Linked DNA regions of Zea mays: region 1 is linked to region 2. A link is a contact called in public Hi-C data. All regions are on one chromosome and are shown on one strand. Each heading gives the region's core, a stretch centred on a gene start, on an enhancer-like site or on the middle of the called end of the contact. The rest is flanking DNA. Distances are from core to core; before and after follow the strand shown. Region 1 holds the start of LOC103650909. Region 2 holds the start of LOC100283113 (auxin-inducible protein).

Region 1 (2,736 bases), core at 175-2,674, 320 kb after region 2:
CAGCCCAAGGGGCTTTGGGCCCTTCCACGGTTTCTCAATATTGACTCAAGTATATGATACATTTCATATCTTTGTCGTAAATAACAGGTTTTTTAGGAGAATATCAATGCCATATACTATTGTTTAAGCTTTCTTATGGGCTTGCCTTATAGAGTTTTTTTTTTCAAACGAGTACTCCTTTTATTTTAAACTATAAGTTATTTAAATTTTATTGGAGACTCAAGGTATCTTAAGTTTAACTAAATTTATAAAGATAGTTAAAAAATTATAACATCAAATATGTATACTATAAAAATATAATTAATGAAGAATCTAATAATATTTAGTTGGTATCATAAATATTATTATTTTATCATATAAAGTTGGTATGTGATGATTTGACTCTTCAGTTTAGACTTATAATTCGAGATGGAGAGAGAGCACATTATAACAATAACCCATGAACATGTCATATAATTTCTGCTTACTTCTCCATCAGCTTTTTAGGACTTCAAGATACACCAGCAATATCGTTACCTTGTTTGTCCAATAAGGTTTTAAAATCATAAAAAAGGGAGTGTTAAGAGCCCAACAAAAGCTAGTGATTGAATCCCACAAATTAAGGATGAATGTGAATCATTGGCTAATCTTAATTCTAACTGTGTGGTCAACATCGTCAGATTCAATCGCACCCGCTGACGAGCACCACTCTCGAACAAGCGCCAATCGACTTTTCCTAGACGAGTGTGCTCGTCTATCACGATGGAGCGAAATAAAACACACTCGCACACAACATAGTCAATGGTAGGTGGGTATTTTATGAAAATTTAAAAGTGGCACTAGGTGAAAATTAGGGGTGAAGGTGATGTAAAAGTTGTATCAGCCAAAAACTTTTTGGCTATGACTTTGGATAAAAAATAACTCTTTTGATTATTTTTTTGGATTTTTGGAAAACCAACGCATATGGAGAAGTGTAACAAAAAGGGACAGTTACTCACACAAACGTAGCAGTAGACTTGTCTTGTTTGGGACATCTTCAGCTTCAGAAAATTTGGTGAAGTTGATAGAGCAGGTCATTAGGTGCTACAGAAAATTATAGAGATGAGTTGTAAGTCGTTACAAAACATTTAGATAAGTCGTTTTATTTATTATTTAGATCAAAAATATTTTTAAAATATTTAAATTGATATTATAAACCATAGTTCCACGTGAGCCGGAAACCGAAGCCATCCCAAACACCCACCTAGAAAAATGGAGCAGGTTGAAGGATAAAATGCTATATACTGGACATTGGCGCAAGAGGGGCTATATTAGAATGCAAATTGGGAGAAAAATTGCTATGGTAACTGCGAAGTCCACGCATATGGCTGAGGACATACGCAAAGGACACCCCAAGGGCAGCCAAAGACTCTCCTACAACCCATCCATCCACTGCTTGCCATCCGGCCTGTTGATATCAACAGAGAATTTTATACCCAAATGTGGCAACAATAATGCTGCAATGCTGTTCACTTGTCAGTGCTGTTTGATTACGCAAGACTAACATGTCATGGTTGATTACTGTGTTTTCTAGTCCCAAATGCAGAAATGCCCGTAGCACGAAGAGATCAGAAGGTAGTGCGATATATAGATGAAGAGGGCAACCTACACGCACTCTTGCATTGCATGAACTGCAGATGGGCATCATGGAAGGCTATCCAAGAAAGCCAAATACCCATCACCAGTCTCTGATGGACATGGACGCCCCCGCCGCCGGCGCAACCAGCAGCAGCGCCACCCATGCACCGCCGGCGCCTCACCATGCCACCGCGAAGAAGAGGCACCACTCCGGCCGCACCAAGACCCTCCTCCTCTTCGTCGTCACAAACTCCATCTCCATCCTCCTGTCCGTCACCTTCTCGCGCGTCACCGGCCTTGGGACCGGTGGCAGCGGCGGCGACTCCGCACTCGACTTCGCGTTCAGCGTCCTCTCCTCCAGCCAGAGCCTCGCCGTCGACCTCCACAATCGCGTCGAGGCCACCGACGCGATCATCAAGAGGCTCATCTCCAACTCCGGAAAGATGAAGCGGGACGCGCTGCCGCCGAAGCTGACGCCGGACGAGGAGCTCACGGTCGCGCTCGGCCCGCACACGCTCCCGTTCGGCTACACCCCGAACCTCGACTCCGACAAGCTGTATCCGGCGATCGGCGCGGCGTGCCACCGCCACCGCGACGAGCTCAACAAGTACATGCGGTACAACGTGACCGGCGACTGCCCGCCCGACGCGGCGCTCGCGGAGCGTCTGATGCTCAGGGGATGCGAGCCGCTGCCGAGGCGCCGGTGCCGCGCGCGCGGGCCAGCCGGGTTCCCGGACCCGACGCCGTTCCCGGAGAGCCTGTGGGTGGTCCCGCCGGACAAGTCCGTCTCGTGGGCGCCCTACGCGTGCAAGAACTACTCGTGCCTCGTGGACAGCGCCCGCCGCCGCCCGGGGAGCCACAGCCACCACCACGGCTGCGAGGCGTGCTTCGACCTCGCCGCCGGCAAGGAGCAGCGGCGGTGGGTCGGGCAGGGCGGGGACCTCGACTACGACATCGACACCGTGCTGGCCTCCAAGCCGCGAGGCACGGTACGGATCGGCCTCGACATCGGCGGCGGCACGGGCACGTTCGCGGCGCGCATGGCGGAGCGCGGGGTCACCGTGGTGACCACGACCCTCGACCTCGGCTCGCCGTTCGGCTCGTTCGTGGCGTCCCGCGGGCTCATCCCGCTCCACCTCA
Region 2 (2,700 bases), core at 24-2,523:
GCTGTTCGGTTGGTGAGGTACACGTCATCCGTCAGCAGACCACGAATGCTAGCTGCTGCACACGTCCTGTCTCGTGGGACCTGATCGTTTATTAGACGGCTTTTATATCGATTCGGCGGGCGGCAGCACCACGTCGTCGTTTCATTTGCTCTCTATCGTCCATGTGACGCAGGTGCGGCTTTTATTCCCGCCGGCGCTGCTCCAGAATCGCAGCGTACGGGCCGGGCCGGAGAGGCACGCCGGCCGTGAGCAAAACGTGAGACGCGTGCGTGCACGGAAAGCTGTGTTTTGGGTTGGGGTGCGGTGGTGTGGCCGGACGAGGAAATTCTACGGCCTGATGAGGGAGGTGTTTTAAAGATTCTTTCTAGTGGAGGAGGAGGAGGAGGATACGGTAAAAAGCGACTTTCTATGTAATGTGAAATATCAGATTCTCTCTTCTCAAAGGAGGATACTATGTTCGAGCAGGAAACAACATGCGTACCTCCTGCATTTGGCATGGGAACCCAACTAACCAAGTTCCATGATCGTTACAATCCAGCCGATCTGAACAGTTTACAGCAAAATACATCCTGAATCAACCAAAACAGCAACTAAATCCGACTCATTCTAGACATCATTTCTATGTACGGCGGCGGCGGCGGCGGCCTAAACCCTCTCCGCCTCGTCAGCGGGACGAGCCGGAGCCGACGACGACGAGGTGGCTGTGCGCGTCGAGCGGCACGAAGGCGAGCGCGAGGAGCACGGCCAGCAGGCCCACGGGCACCAGCAGCAGCAGGAACGGCGGCGGCGAGAGCGGCGGCAGCACGAGCGGGAGGAACGCCAGCGACACGGCCACGAACACGAACGCCAGCAGCAGCTCCGCGGTGAAGTAGCCCGCGGGCGGCGGCGGCACCGTTCCCTGCGGCCGCCGCCCGCGGTGCTGCTTCTGCTGCTCGACGGCGCCGTGCATTGCTGCGCCCCTGCGGTGGGGATCGCCTGGTCTCCTCCTCGCCGGCGGCCTCCGGTCCATGGATGATGCTGCCTTTTTTTTGGACACGGGATCGAGATGAGCCTCAGAGGCAGAGCTACCGCCCGCAAAGCTCGTTCGGGATTTCGGACAGCCAGCTGATGATCCCTCCGATCGTCGGCAGCTGAAGGGAGACCAGCAGATAGATTAGCTACTACTAGTCCATGAATAAAGAAGGGAAGGGCTGCCGAAGAACGGGGAGCGCGGGTAATATACAAGCTGGGCGGCTGCTCGGTTCGTTGAACCAACGACGCGGAGCCGAGGCAGCAGGGCATGCGCATTCAGCAGCACATTTTGACCTGAGTTGTACTGCCTGCATGCGGTCCGCGGAACCTCGTATTCCATGAACCCGTCAGACGGTCGTGGCCGTACGGCGGCTTGCGTGTGTATGACAGGACACAGGGAGATGGCCATGTTGCTGGGCTTGGGGACGGGGTCACGATTCACGAGGATCTTCGGCCGGCGCATGCAGGTGCGCTGTATGTGGGCGGTGCAGACGTGCGGCGCGCCGGCAGGGGGGCATGGACTGCATGCGTTTCAGGAACTGTGGCGGGGGTGTGGGATGCCGGTGCGTGCTCGTTGGTCGCCTTTTGGCTTGCTCCAGAGTCCAGAGTACAGACCAACCTAACGTGCCGCAAGCCGACCCGGCCGACACGTTCGGCGTCGGGCGGCTGCCTGCTGCAGGTTCAGTGTTCGTCCCCGCTGGATGAGGACAACATACGTGCTGCCGTCGCCGTATGTATGCACGTCCGGATCGTGTCCCTTTCTACTTATGGATGCTTGCGTATGCAAACTGTTGAATAATTAGATATAATCCAGATTACATTCCGAATATAAATCATGATCAACAATAAATAGTCTAATCTAGCAAGTTATTTAACAGTATAATTATAAAAATACACACACCTCTACCATAATAGATTGGATTGAAGTAGATTGGATTGAAGCACGAGATCAAATCAGATGACGCGTATTAATCAGACATATCGGTAGATGACGCGGGTGGAAGAAGCAGGGTTGACGACGTTGAACGCAAGCAGACGTGTGAAGACGCTCCTAAAAACCTTATTCGTTCTCTCCCCGTGCAGGATCTCGAAGGCGACATGTTTCAGAGACCTACTCTCCCGATCTCAAATGCCCATCTATAGTTTTGTCATTGTTCATTATTGTTTAATATACTAGTGTTTGAGTAGAGACTATTAAATTAAATTTCCGCCTATAATTCGAAGCTACACCAACCCACAACATGCCAATGGACTATGCCTTGTAAGTTTTGTGTGAATGAGTTTCGCTCAAAGCTATAACCAGTACTTTGCTACCATTAGTTCCCTTGTCGTGTGGAGCATATACATAGTACTCCAATGTCTCTTCATAAGTTCATTAGAGATACACATAAACTGCGATGTTAGACAATCGAGCTCATATATGTATATAATTTTAAGAATATTCTATTGGACAACATCTTCTTTACTAATAAAAGCCAACATAACATATTAAGGAACCGTGGATGATTGAGGTTTTGAATAAGATGGCCTTTACGTTTTAGATTTTATTTTATTTTTCCAATTTTAACTCTTTTCTTACGTCGCGGTGGAAAAATATGGTTGCTCATAATTCCGGAGAAACCGGTAATTAGACGTACACAATAAGATTAACGTATCGGCTCAGAAAAGGAATCTGCTTCCATTCATTTT

Evidence for each region. A called contact is a pair of places that touch in the nucleus more often than the background predicts.
Region 1: a Hi-C map of ear shows a contact between it and region 2, with 1.7 times the contacts expected there. The contact joins the promoter of LOC103650909 here to the promoter of LOC100283113 in region 2. A contact is called at or near these places in 4 of 25 Hi-C or Micro-C datasets (bundle sheath, ear, endosperm and 1 more).

The regions. Positions count from the first base shown.
Region 1 is chr3:174,686,736-174,689,471 of Zm-B73-REFERENCE-NAM-5.0, forward strand. LOC103650909 reads left to right here and starts at 1,425. Exons shown (of 1, transcript XM_008676500.2): 1 at 1,425-2,736. The coding sequence starts at 1,656.
Region 2 is chr3:174,371,581-174,374,280 of Zm-B73-REFERENCE-NAM-5.0, forward strand. It overlaps LOC100283113 (auxin-inducible protein), which reads right to left and starts at 1,274. Exons shown (of 1, transcript NM_001156015.2): 1 at 513-1,274. The coding sequence starts at 1,009. The coding sequence ends at 665.